Regions from separate parts of the Pan troglodytes genome. Here region 1 is linked to region 2. A link is a contact called in public Hi-C data. All regions are on one chromosome and are shown on one strand. Each heading gives the region's core, a stretch centred on a gene start, on an enhancer-like site or on the middle of the called end of the contact. The rest is flanking DNA. Distances are from core to core; before and after follow the strand shown.

The links. A called contact is a pair of places that touch in the nucleus more often than the background predicts.
Region 1: a contact with region 2 is called in a Hi-C map of stem cell-derived neural progenitor cells, with 5 times the contacts expected there. The contact joins the enhancer-like site here to the promoter of ETV6 in region 2. A contact is called at or near these places in 1 of 7 Hi-C or Micro-C datasets (stem cell-derived neural progenitor cells) and 1 of 1 datasets of contacts at active chromatin or transcription factors (stem cell-derived excitatory neurons).

Annotation. Positions count from the first base shown.
Region 1 is chr10:19,178,998-19,185,790 of NHGRI_mPanTro3-v2.0_pri, reverse strand. No RefSeq gene overlaps it. Among named protein-coding and RNA genes, the nearest start is that of BCL2L14, 17 kb to the left of the region's middle. Within about 2 kb of position 3,135, at least 12 of the 24 cell types and tissues checked have an H3K27ac peak or open chromatin away from gene starts, as enhancers often do. A contact at or near this core is called in stem cell-derived neural progenitor cells, where this site is marked.
Region 2 is chr10:18,798,503-18,806,128 of NHGRI_mPanTro3-v2.0_pri, reverse strand. ETV6 (ETS variant transcription factor 6) reads right to left here and starts at 5,630. Exons shown (of 6, transcript XM_054664080.2): 1 at 5,154-5,630. The coding sequence starts at 5,186.

The sequences.
Region 1 (6,793 bases), core at 1,886-4,385, 380 kb before region 2:
CAGGATGGTCTCGATCTCCTGACCTAGTGATCCGCCCATCTCAGCCTCCCAAAGTGCTGGGATTACAGGCGTGAGCCACCACGCCTGGCCACAGATTGGTATTTTCTCTGGTGTTCTCACATGGTGGAAAAGGTGGAAGAGCAGAAGGGATAAATACTGCGCCCTCATGTGGCAGAAGAGATGGAAGGGCAATGGGCCTAGCTAGTTCCTTCCAGCCCTTTTATAAAGGCACTAAACCCATTCACATGAGGGTGGCGGCCTCATGACCTAATCACCTTCCAAATGCCCCACCTTCTAATACCATTGCTTTGGGGTTTAAGTTTCAACATATGAATTTTGGAGGACACATACGTTGAAATGGCACCAGGTCACTAAAAATCACCAGGAAGTAGAATGGAAGTACTTCACAGTTTGCTTTCAGATAAATGTCAGAAAATTGGCTTTACTACAATAAAATAATGTGTAGTGTAAAGAACTAACAGTGCATAGATATGCAAAAGGTTTATCAATAACTACTAAACCCCAAATGCTATGTTTTAAGACAGTGGGGACTTGGAGAAACATAGTAGAATCCAGGATATTCATTCAACAAAATATGTTTAGTTTGGATTACTGGTTCATACCTGGAAATTACTATAATTTCTTTCTTTTTGTTTGTTTGTTTTTTTGGCCTGTTCTCTGTGAACCTAAAAATTGCTGTGATTTTGTTAGGTTACTTTGAAAGATTATGTGCTCTGAAATTATACAGACCTGGTTCTGGTCTCAGCTGTAAGGTGCAGACAATTTCTTTAACTTCTCTGCAGCTCTTTCCCCATCTGCATGGGTATTTTAGAGATTATTGTCAGGACTAACTGTGATTCTGTATCTAAAACTTCTGCACTAATTATCAGAGAAATACATGTTAAAACCACAATGAGATATCACCTCATACCTGTTGGAATGCTGTTATCAAAAAGATGAAAGACAACAAATGCTAGCGAGGTTGTGGAGAACAGGGAAGCCTTGTGCACTGCTGGTGGGAATGTAAATTAACACAGCCATTGCAGAAAACAGTATGGAGGTTCCTTAAAAAAATTAAAAATAGTACTACCATATGATCTAGCAATCCCACACCTGGGTATATATATCCAAAGGAAATAAAATTGGTATGTTGAAGAGGTATCTGTACTGCCATGTTCATTGCAGCACTATTCACAATAGCCAAGATTTGAAACCAACTAAGTGTTTAAGTGTTCATCAACGGATGGATGGATAAAGAAAACACACCATGGAATACTATTCAGTCTTTTAAAAAGGAGGACATCCTGTTGCTTGTGACATAGATGAACCCAAAGGACATTGTGCTGAGTGAAATAAGTCAGGCACAGAAAGACAAATACTGCGTGATCTCATATGTGGACTCTTAAAAAGTTGAACTCAAAGAAGTAGAGAGTAGAATAGGGGTTACCAGGGCTTTCAGGCTTGTTGGGGGGCAGTTGGGGAGATGGTCAAAGAACATAAAATTTCAGTTAGACAAGAGGAATATATGTTCAAGAGATCTATTGTACAACATTGCAACTATGATTAATAACATATATTTTTGAAAATCACTGAGAGATTTTAAGTCACCCCTAAAATGATAACTTTGTGAGCACATGCATATGTAATTAGCTTTATTTAACCATTCCACAATGTATACATATTCCAAAACATGTTGTCCATGACAAATATACATAATAAAATAAAATAAAAAAATCCTGGCACAGAGCTGGCATTTCTGAAGTGTTAATTCCTTGTAACGCCATTTCTCAAATCGAGATTCTACCTGCACGCACATACCACAGGCTTCCATCTTTGCTCTGTTTTAGTTCATGAGAGCCAGAGTTACCCTCAAGATTTTCTAGTTTGTTGGTTCCCAAACTCGGATTCCCCAGCTCTCAGGCCCTGAGAAAGTTGTAATTAGGGTCTGTGGGTTAGTTTCAACATGCTGAAATCCTAACAAAAATCATTAATGGGTGGGAGACCAGGTTAAGAAGGGATCAAGTGTCTTCGCCTTTGTCTGTGATACGGACTCACTGTGGTAACTCTGGTTGCATCATGATCATCAGAAGGCCTGCCTGACATTTATACGTCTGATTCCTCAAGACAGAAAGCTTATTAAGCTCCTATTTTAGAGATGCATTCTGGTGGGCAACATCTTTCAGAAACACTGAATTTATGGGAAAAAATAGTAAAGAAGTTAACGAGTCTGGGGCATTGAGATCCACAAAGTTTAAGTAACTTCCCAAGGTCACACAGCAAGTTGGTAGCAGTGCCAGGACCAGAAGTGATTTCTGCTGACACCTCATAGCCTGCGTGTTCCACTCCTTGCCGTGCCGTCCAGACTACCTTCTTTTCCACCTGGGTCCTTCATGTCTATCAAATATCACCTTGGAAACAGGCTTTTAGTCAGGATGTTGTAGTGTCAAGGGCGACTGAAGTCTCCTCTACACTAGGACCCCAGGAATCTTGGTAAGGGAGAAGGTATTTCCGACCATTTATTATGATTTATAAGTTCAGCCAGAAATTTTTCTTCTGCTTCCTTTCTCAATTAGGGAAATGTGTGCTCTAGAAGATTTTAAATGCTTGGTTACTTAAGAGAGAAAGAAAACTCTGTTGCTTGTTCATATTATTTGTGTTTTTTTCCATGCAAAGACAGGAGGTTTTCAGCCAAGGCAAATCAGAGTGGCTGACATTCCCACGGGAAAGTGGGCCGGGCGTGAGAACAGGATGTGTACCTGTCTGGAAGCTGGAGCCTTTGATGTACATCCACAAGAGCCCCAGAAGGAAGCTGTTTTGATAAGCTTTGGTCACCAGGTGGCGCTACACACACGCTGTCAAGTCCAACAGTTTTTCAGACCTGCAGGATTTTTCCAGATTTACCGAAGCAGGAAAAAACAGGAAAAACAAAACGGGTCCAGTACTTCAGCTCAGAATAGTTGAGTTGAAAAGAGGTGGAAAACCCCCCAGACAGCTTGCCCTCTTCAATCGTGTGGCAGAGAATCCACTTGGTGCCCTTCGGATTCTTTGAGTAAATTTGGAGCTGGCTGGCTCCTCAAGGGAGTGTGGAATCAGGACGTGGCTGGTTCCGGCTGCAAGAAAGTCCCGGTTATTCTGCGAGGGCGAAAGAGCTCCAGCGTTAGGGCTTCAGCAGAGGCGGTTGCTAAGGCGCACCAGTCCTTTACTTCGGACCAGTCTGACCTTAAGGGGAAAGGCAATTTCCCTTTCTGTATGGGGAACTCATTTCCTTTGTTGCTTTCCTTATTTTCCTCCCAGGGTCTTTTAATTCCATCCTGGTTGGGGCCTGGGAGGAGGGGATGGGTGAGGTGTGAACCAGCAGCGCCCTTTCTTCCTTCTCGCTCCGCCCCCAGGCAACACCCTCCGGCACCCAAGCCTACCCTCTTCCTCCAACGGAAAAATGCACACGGCATATCCGTGTCTGTCCACATGCCGGATTTCCCGGCCAGTTCTGATGTGAAATATCTTGAAAGTTTGCTAAGGGGCCACTTTATATTAAAAGAGGATTAAAAAATAAAGAAAATCCCATACCTCCAATCTGAAAGTCTTTTCTTGGTACCATCAAAAAACTGAGCTATCAGCCCTCTGGTACCTTCGATTCCAGGCCAAAGGCCACTGCCTGGTGGTGACGGCCAACGTGGAGGCACCCAGGCCAGCTCCCACGGCATCTCTGCCGACAAGCAGTGACTCCAGCAGATTGTAGTAGCACCTACACAGCCAGAGCTACACCCAGGTGCTTGCTTTGCTGCCGTTTGGGAGGGATCAATGTTCCAGAGCGGCGGCTCACCAACCTTAGCATGGCTCCGTTGCTGGGCTCCACTCCCAGAGTTTTTGGGTGAATGCGTCCAGGGTGCGGCTGGGAAATTTGCATTTTTAACAATTTCCCCCTGAGGCTGATGCTACAGTCTGGAGACCACACTTTGAGAACCACTATTTCAGAGTAAAATGCTGGTGGGAGGAAAGGAGCAGCAGGAAACAGCCGATGACTGTGGTGTGGCCGGTCTTTCTCCCAGGCGGGATGGGGTGTGTGTGCCAGGATTGCAGGGTCACCAGGAGGGCCGGTTCTGTGGGGCTGCTGAAAATCCTTATCCCTCCTTTCTAGACTAGTGGTTCTGAGACTTGGCAGCACATTGGAATCACTTTGGGAGCTTAAAAAAACATGCTGATGACTGGCTTCTAGCCCCAGACGTCCTGATTTAATTGGTTCGGAATGTGGTTTGGGCCCTGGAAGATTTAAAAGCTCCCTAGGTGTTTCTGATGTGTAGCCCAGGTCGAAAAATCACAGTGCTAGGTCGACGTTTTACTGCATTCTTATATCTAGTCCCCAGTAAGTGTAAGTTCTCACCTCCCATTCTCAAACCCTTCCAGCTGTCTCTCATACCTCCCTGCCTCAGGCTGAAAAACACTGGCACCTGTCTCTGAGTACTGACTTCCTATTTATCCTTCAAGACCCAGGCCAAATATTTTTTCCATGGTGGAGATTTTTCTGGCTTTCCCTAACAGTTCATCTCCTAAAGCACTGTGGATACACTAGAACTATAACCTTTATCTTTCACTTCATTGCAATTACATTCACGTGCTGAATGTAATGATGTTTCAGTCAAAAACCGACTGTGTATGAAGGTGGTCCCATAAGATTATAATGGGGCTGAAAAATTCCTATCACCTAGTGACGCTGTAGCCATTGTCATGTTGTAGCTCAATTACTTTATTTTAAAAATAAACAGTGTAGCCTAAGTGTACTGTGTTTATAAAGTCTACAGTAGTGGACAATAATATCCCAGTCCTTCACATTCACTCACCACTCACTCACTGACTCACCGAGAATAACTTCGAGTTCTGCAACAGCCATTTTGGTAAGTGCCCTATACAGGTGTACCATTTTAAATCTTTTTTTTTTTTTTTTTTTGAGACGGAGTCTCGCTTTGTCGCCCAGGCTGGAGTACAGCGGCCCAGTCTTGGCTCACTGCAAGCTCCGCCTCCCGGGTTCATGCCATTCTCCTGCCTTAGCCTCTCGAGTAGCTGGGACTACAGGCGCCTGCCACCATGCCCGGCTAATTTTTTGTATTTTTAGTAGAGACAGGGTTTCACTGTGTTAGCCAGGATGGTCTCGATCTCCTGACCTCGTGATCCGCCCACCTTGGCCTCCCAAAGTGCTGGGATTACAGGCGTGAGCCACCGCGCCCAGCCCATTTTTAATCTTTTATACTGTATTTATACTGTACCTTTTTCACGTGAGGTTTGTTTAGATACACAAATACCATTGTGTTGCAAGTGGCTATGATATTCAGTACAGTTACTTGCTGTACAGGTTTGTAGCCTAGGAGCAATGGGCTATACACCGTAGCCTGTTTGTGTTGTAGGCTGTAGGCTGTACCATCTAGGATTCTGTGAGTGCACTCTATCATGTTCACACAACAAAACTGCCTAATGATGCATTTCCCAGATGTATCCCTGTCGTAAAGCCCTGACTGTATTTGTGTTCATATCTTCCCTCCCTGCTTGATGGTTAATAAAACTTGGTGATTGAATGAATTCCATAGTTGGAGATAATGTTAAAATGCACAGGTTCTCTTTTTTGTTTTGTTTTTTTTTATTGGAGACAGGGTCTCACTCTTGCCCAGGCTGGAGTGCAGTGGTGCAATCATGGCTCACTGCAGCCTCGACTTCCTAGACTGAAGAGATCCTCCCACCTCAGCCTCCTTAGTAGCTGGGACCACAGGCGTGCACCACCACTCCTGGCTAATTTTTGTAGTTTTGTAGAGATGGGCCTTCACCATGTTGCCCAGGCTGGTCTCGAACTCCTGGGCTCAAGCAATCTGCCTGCATTGGCCTCCCAAAGTGTTGGAATTACAGGCGTGAGCCACTATGCTCGGCTATTGCACAAGTTCTGGATAAGGAAGTTTATTAATATCAGTTCTGTACAATGAACCTAGTGCCTCCAGTGGGGTCAGACTTGGGTGGGTGCTTGAGAAGCAAAGTCGAGTGAGCAGTGCACACTGCCCCCGAGGAATGAATTTCTCTGCAGGCTGAGCTCTCTGAGGCTCCTTGTGCTTTCATCATGAAATTTAGCTGGGGAACTGCTTTCAGAGATACTGACCTGGAGCACAGAGGGACCTGGGTCTCCTTTTCATCATGCTCTTCTGTGGCTCTCACCACCCACAGGATTAAGTAGGTTTCTTTGCATGTCTTTCATAAACTTGCCCTTTTCTGCCTCTCCCAAATATTTAATTCCTTGACCCTGTTTGATGCTTGGATCCTAGTTCCTTGCACACACCATGCTATTGCCAACTTATACCTTTCTGTTCCCCTGAGATGATCTTCTCACCTTTGCTAGGCCGGGTAACTGCCAAGGCTTGTGGGCCTTCCTGACCCCCAGGCTGAGTGCCTTCTCCTGTATTATATTCTCTTAGGATTTTATACATACCTCTATCATTATGTGGAAATACTCCAAACTAGTTTTTTTATGAGCCTGGCACACAGTAGGTGCTTTATAAGTGATGAACTGAGATGAATGCTTACAGAGTGATTCTCAAACCTTATTCTACCTATGCATCATTCACATGCAAAACACACTCCCACACTTTATATCGTGCATGAGACATAGTGTTTCTTCATCCAGGGTAATGGGTTTAGAATAGGTAGGCACATCCTTCCAGGGGAATCAGGATATGAGTGGGAGGTAGGCTGGGACTAGTTAGAAATACCCTCCTTTTGCCACCTAGATTCTAATGTGTGTCTTGTTCTCAAGTTGAGA
Region 2 (7,626 bases), core at 4,381-6,880:
TGGAAGTGGTGGACCCTTACCTGAAAACAAGCTCCAGGATTGTCTCTAAAGTAGTATTCACATAGAACAAACATGTCATTTCTATATGGCACACCCTACGGGGCTTCATCTGACACTGAATCACTCGGCTGGGAGATCCACACCAAAGGGCAAGTTTTAAAAATTGGTGAAAAAAATGAAACTGCTGTGTGAGTTCCTCTCAGCAACCCTGTGCCCCCACCTTGCCCCCAGCTCTTTCCTGGTGTGCACAAATACAGCTGCACTCAGAGGAGCAGAATGTGACTTAGCTCTACCTGCCTCTGGTGCTCACATCTGGGGTATTTTTTGCCCTTGACTTACTTATCCTGAGGAGGATAGCTACTTCTCTAGGGCCAGCTGCCACATTTTTAGCTTTGACTGTTTGAAACAGGGAGCTTACTACACAGAAATTAAAGTATAAATAGGATTGTCTGACCCTTGATAAAAGAGCCTACGGCCCACCCAAGGATTCCTCAAAGGAGTCCTAACAGCAGATAGGGGGCCTTCAGCCCAAAACAGAACTTGCAGGCCTTTGTGCACTGTAAAAAAAAAAAAAAAAAAAAAATATATATATATATATATATATATATATATTGCTGCAAATAGTGGTGCCAATACAAGTCCGTCAGGCCCTTCTTCTCTCATCCCCTCCCTCCTACTACTTCCTCTTCTCACACCTGACCAGACCCCAGTGGCCCATTTCTACCCCCACATACCATCTTCCTTGGCACATACCCCCGTGCCCTCAGACCAGCTGGCTTGTGATTAAAATGGACCAACCTAGGAAGTGCCAGAGAGAGTGAAGCCTATTATATCGAGTTTCCTTGGCCTTTTATAGGGACACACCATGAACCCAGAGAATGCAGTGGCCTAAGAACCTGTAGGCCTGTGTCCTCCAAACCTGGCTCACTCACCCATGGGTTGAAGCAAACCCCTTAGCTCTCTGGATCCCCTCCCTGTAAAAAATAGAGGAGGTTGGCCCAGGGGATCTCTAAGGTCTCTCAACCCTGAATGTTTGAAAGTTCCCTGATTCTATTGTCAGAAAAACTGGGGGGCACTTAGAAGCCTGCTAATCTGAACCTGTTAAAGCAATTCCTTAAGCCCCTTTGTTGTACCTTTTCCTCCATTTCCTTCTTTGTTATTTTTGACACAAAAGCAGTTTTTGAGAATTTTATCAAAATAATAAAACATTACGCTGGACGCAGTGGCTCACACCTGTAATCTCAGCACTCTGGGAGGCTGAGGCGGGCAGATCACTTGAGGTCAGGAGTTCAAGACCAGCCTGGCCAACATGGTGAAACCCCCATCTCTACCAAAAGCACAAAAATTAGCCGGGCATGGTGGCGGGCGCCTGTAATCCCAACTACTTGGGAGGCTGAGGCAGGAGAACTGCTTGAACCCAGGAGGTAGAGGTTGCAGTGAGCCAAGATCGCACCACTGAATTCCGGTCTGGCGACAGAGCGAGACTCTGTCTCCAAAAAAAAATTATAAAACATTATTGTATCAAAATTCTATTAATAAGAATTTGAGGACAGACCCCCCAGGAGTGCTCTAGCCCTCTTTACGGCTGTAGTGGGCCCTATTGAGTGCTTTCTGCAAGCAAGCCAGTGGATGAAAGTGTTACGTCACCCTGAGGTTACACGCAGACAGAAAGAGGAAAGGGGGCTGGCCTCCTCCCACCTCTCACTTCATTCACATCAGCAAACATTACTGAGAAATATTTCTATGCCAGCTGCCAAGCTAACTACTAGGACACCAAGATAATCATCACTAAGCCCAAGGAGCCCAGAGTCCAGAAGGGGAGCTCGAAAGAGTCTCCCAGTTAGTAGCAAAATTTTAAAAACCAGATTTCCTTCTGCTATGAAAGCTGACTGATAAGGACAGGAGGGAAGGAGGGGACTAGAGACACTGTGTGACTCGTTTTTGGATTCTGGTTAGTCCTGGCCCACTAACAAGCTGTGCCAAGCCTGACAAGGGACCGTGTCTGCTAGGCCACAACCACCTTCCGCTGCAACTTGGTCAAACTTAGAACTGAAGAGGTGACTTGAAGGTGAAGGCTGATGATGGAAAAGACAGCCTCTTCCTTCTTCCTGTGACCAGCACAGTCAGCCATGCAATCCTCTTTAAAATAATTTGACTTTTTATAGAGAGTTGATCCTTTCCTTCCATTTAAACGACCCCAAATGGTCAGGAATGAAGCATTTGAACTTCCATGACAACAGTGCCACAACCTTCAAGGGTTGTGGGACAGACCCCCCCAGGAGTGCTGGAGCACTCCTGCTTTCTGCAAGTCGCGTGTAGAGAAACAATAAGGCTCAGTGAGAGTTTCAGTGCCCTTGGAGTAGTCAACCTCTCTTCTACCGTAAAAAGTGTGTGTCTGATATTAACTTCCCCAGGTGATGGGAGCAAACTTATACAGTGCAAAAGAAACAGAAAAGCCCTTATCAGGCATTCATTGCGAGCGGCCACATGAACCATCTTTACAAAGGCGTCACTGATTGACCAATTCAGAAACTTTCACCTTGGAAACTCCACCCAAATCGGACACTACTCTTTTCTAGCAGAGCAGGCACTGCTCAGAAATAAACAAAGTACTTCCCTCTGTGGCTGCATCTCACCAGCCGCTGAGGAACTGTCTGCCTGCTGACCCGCTACTTGTAAGGAATGAAAGCAAGTGAGGACGGTTTCAGGAGTGGAGAGGAGGACTGGGAAAAACCTCTCCACAGTGAGAGCCTTTTGTGTCACAGGAGTTCGGTATATCAGGTTCATCAGCTCATCCTTGAAAACCTCCGACATTCGTTCTTCACTACACAGAAAAGCATATTGTTTACTGGACTCTAGAAGCAAGCAACTTGCTTGTGGGTTACCAGCAAACATTTTTTATTATGCAGTCACCGTACCACATCCCAAGGACTAAATGAAACGCAGCACACATCACCAGAACATTTCAGATGACCTGGAATAATCCCAGTCCTTGATCTCTAGTGCTTATTATTGGAACATTGAATTAAACAAACTCCATGGAAAGATACTCTTCACATACGTTCACCTAGACACATGCAGTCTAAGCAAATACATAATGGTTCCATAAAGAACAATCCAAAATAAAAGTGATTCTTTCCTTTCTGGTAAAGAACATTAAATCTATTTTAATTACATAGAAGTACACAGTAATGAAAAGAGGCACCCTGAAAGAACTGAGTTGTAAGCAATAAGGAAAAAAATGATATGCAAATTACAGACAATTTTCATGTTGCATTTAAGAACGCGTTTTGCTTGGGATTGGTTCTGTATGTGAGTAAGGCAAGGGACTGTTGTACTCTTTTTCCGACTGGAGCACAATGAAACAAACCACTCAGTAGCAGTCTGCAGCCAGCACACCACCATAAGCCCATCAGAACGGTGGGGATGCAGTATAGAAGAGGATCAAGAAACGTCACAGAAAGCATTGTTTTTGGTTGTTTTTGCCCTAAAGTTACTGATCTGTAGTTGGTCCAGATTTTCCTGATGTCGGGTTTATTGCCACTGAGCCAAATACAATTTATTTATTGAATATCCTACTATTTAGTTACCTCTATGTTATGAAGCGTCAAATAAATTAGATTATCTATACCGCAGGATTTTCCTGAACTCTGTGTAGAATCTAATTTATACCGCAAAAGAAACTGGTTTTGAAGTATTAATATCAAAGTACCCTAAGTTCTTTAGTGTGGCACGCCCCATGCCCACAGACATACTGCTACCTCCAGTTATATACAAACACAAAAGCCTAAAAGTTCCATTAGGCATTTTTGTGAGGCAAAAACAAAGAAGCCCAATCCACCTTTTGATTTCACATTAGCCTAACCTCAAACCCATGAATATCTTTTCTGATAACAAACACCAAAATGTGATTCTAATTATAAAAAACCTAGTAAGCACGTATGATGAACTACTGCGTTTCCCCTACACAGACTCTAATTGAAAGGCAGTGTTAAACCAGGAAGGGTTTTTCTAACTCCCCACAGACGAAGAAAACAGGTTATTTGTTCATTGTTGCTGTAGTGTCCATTCAGTGAACACACATTAAATAGGCCAAACCAAAAACAAACTTCAGCAGCTTCAGCCTCTCACAAGAGCGGAAGGCTTTCTACCTGGGTACTGGTGGAACAGCGAAATGAATAAAGTGTACAATAAATGCAGCGATGGGAAAAATAACACGGGTAGATGGATAAATCATCCTGCCTCCCAATGGTGGCAAACTTTACAACAACTTTTTAGAAGCAACAAACCGCAGCACCACAGTCTTTACAGATATATAGACATGCATACACACAACTACTGGGTAGCCCAGCAGTGTGTTTACAAACATCTACCGCCCTGCATTTACAGAGTGCTGCTTAGATAGCCTCTCTGCACTGTCAAACACAGAAGGTCATTTTGCCTGGTTGCTTAGTTCTTCCTCTCCCTCCATCACAGGAGTTTTCTACTTTGGGATTGCTCAACTTTCATATGGATCGGAGTAAAATAACTATTCAGCAACTTTATTCACCTTGGTTTTAAAAAAAAATTCATTGTGCAATGCCTAGGAAAAGCTGACACCAGGACTGTCTCTCCGACAGCGCTTGCAATTACAATCAGACGAGGGGGAAAAAAATCCTGTCTGATCAGACCCAGAGAGTCCTTTAAAAGAATAAAAAGATTCTATCGCAGTGGAAACTGAAGAACTTTTTTTCTAAGACGACCACCCCTCGGGAACAAAAGTTATATTTCAGTCACATGTTGGGTGTAGGAATAGGGAGCAGGTTTTTTTTTTTTTTTTTTTTTTTTTTTTTTTAAGCGCACTAATTACGGGGGTGTTTTACGGTTCTGGAGACAATCCGGGTTGCTCTGACCAATTGTGACCGGCATTTCATTGTCAAAAAGCAAGGGGGTGGGGGCCGAGGAGCCGGCAGGGGCTCGGCGAGGGGGGAGTAGCAAGGTTACCCTAAAGGGTACAGCAGCCGCCGCGAGCTGCATCTCCTTCCCTCGCGCCCCAAATAATTTCCTGCGAACAGAGCAACTGCAACAGCCCGCTCTGAGGAGCCCAGCACGACTGCCCTGGCCGGTGCAGCTCAGGGTTTCCACCACGTAGAAGGAGGGGAGAAGATTTTTACCTTAATGCTACACTGAGCAGGAGTCTCAGACATGTCTCACAGCGAGAGAGATCAGGAAGTTCTCAGGTTTTTTCCACTTTCCTTTCCTCTCCCCAACCCAGAAAGGCTCCACGGCCAGCCAGACGCGGTCATTTAAGAAGTTTCTTCCAGCATCTCTCCCGGCAGCCGCCCCGGGGGTCTGGAGCGCGCGGGGCGGGGCGGCCGGCGGAGTTGGGCGCGCGGGGCGGCGGGGGCGTGGGAGCCGGGCCCGAGCGCGGCGGCGGGGTCTGCAGGTCGCGGCGCGGGGACCCGGGACGCAGCCCGGCCGGCCTCCCGGTCTCTCCTCCCACCCGCAGCCGGCGCCCCCGCCCCCCGCCCTCCCGCGGCTCTCCCTCGCTCTCTCGAATGTTTTCCTTCCTGGAAGAGAGAAACTGAAAGGCAGAACTGAGAAAGCGCTTTGCTCATTGATCTTGAGAGTTTCAGTGCAGAAACTGACGTGAATTCCCAGCACTGAGCTCTGCCTCTTAAAGGAGCCACCAGGAAATAAAAGCTCGGGTTACAGCCCGGCATCAGGGAAATAAAAGCTGCGCGGGGGAGGGGCGGCCGCGGGGGCGCGGGCGGAGGAAACCCGGGTAGCGGGGCCGCGTGGGGCCGCGGCGGCGAGCGGGGCGAGCGGCGCAGCCCCCCAGGCCGGCCCCCGGTGCGGGCGCCCGCCCTCCACGCCGCGAGACCTCCCGCTGGCCGAGCCAATTTCCGGGCTTAAGGAAGACACCTTTAAAAAACGTTACACTGTGGCCCCAGACACCACAAAACAGGTTTTATTAAACTCCTCCCACCTCCCCTGGCTCCGACTCTTGGATACATCGATGTGCACAAGGGTTTTGAAACGTTTCACTAAGCGCAGATGCAACGAAAGTAATTATCTATGAAGGGCCATTCCGGTTAGGACGCGGAATCCGAAGGAGGAAATAAAACAATAGCCTTTGTTCTGCTTCTCGACCGCTGCCTCTTTAAGAGAATCCACCAGGAAATGGGAGATCGGGTTACAGCCTGCACACGGGGAAATGTGGGGAGAGCGGGCGCCCGAGCGCGACGCCGGAGACAAAGCCGGGGCGGCCGCGCCGCAGACGCTGGGGGACCGTCGGGCGGGGGGATTCCCGGGGAAGGTGGGCGCCCCGGAAAGAGGTGGCGCCACGCGCCCGCTCGGGGATGCGGCGGCCGCGGGCGCTTCCCGAGCCGAGCACGCGCTCCGGGAAGGGAAGGCTGCAGGGCAGTTATCAAAGGCAGCTGAGTTCCTTTTCCTGACCTCCCCCTCCTGTTTCGAAATCCACTGCCCTTTTAAAGAAATAGCGGCCGCTACCAACCGAAATAGGTGACTCGACTACAAAGTTGGCAGGACGTGTTCCTGCAGATAATACCCCTCCCCAGGACCGCTTCTCTGAAACCGTCATTGGCCGGTTGATTAGATGGCCCTGGGATCCTGCAGGGGGAGGAATATTTGGTTGGAAAAGCAGTTGAGGGGGGTTAAGGCCGTTGGGGCTGAAGGGTCTAGCCCTGAGCACAAGTGATCTGATCACTCTATTATTTTTATTATTATTTACACTCTCTTAAAGTGTCCACCACAAAAAACTGAGAACATTATCATTATACTTAAATTCTAACCTTGTTAGCACATATTGGGGGTTTAATATGTGGATGTGTAATGTAAAAGGAAATTTGTTATAATTTCTTAATAGAGTAATATATTAAATATGGTATAAATATGTATATACGCATATATACCCATATATGTTACCTGCACTGGACCAGGACACATTTCCCCGAGTCTCCCCACCCTACAGATTTTTCCTACCCACTTTCCTTCACCTCTTCACATTATCAAATGTGTTGAGACTTGTACACACAATATTTTTGTTCACACATTGATCAGATCATTACGAACGAGGCTAGGGTGGGAAAGAGTGCTGTTGCTGGGATGATGGGAACTGGTGGTTGTGAGCCTCCAGGAACCTGAACAGGTTTTGTCAACTGGTAGTCCTGCCCTCTCTCCAAGAGATCTCTGTCTTGTCCACACCGACTCCTCTGCCTTTGACCACCCCCTTCTCCCCTTTAACAATTTTCTGTATTCTTTTGCTTTTTTTTTTTTTTTTTAAGACGGAGTCTTGCTCTGTCGCCCAGGCTGGAGTGCACTGGTACGATGTCGGCTCACTGGAAGCTCCGCCTCCCGGGTTCACGTCATTCTCCTGCTTCAGCCTCCCGAGTAGCTGGGACTACAGGCGCCTGCCACCGCGCCCGGCTAATTTTTTTTTGTATTTTTAGTAGAGACGGGGTTTCACCGTGGTCTCAATCTCCTGACCTCGTGATCCACCCGCCTCAGCCTCCCAAAGTGCTGGGATTACAGGCGTGAGCCACCGCGCCCGGCCTCTTTTGCTTTTCCTAATTGATGTTGCAGACATTGGTTCAGATGTCCCATTGCTAGGTTATGTCTTCCACA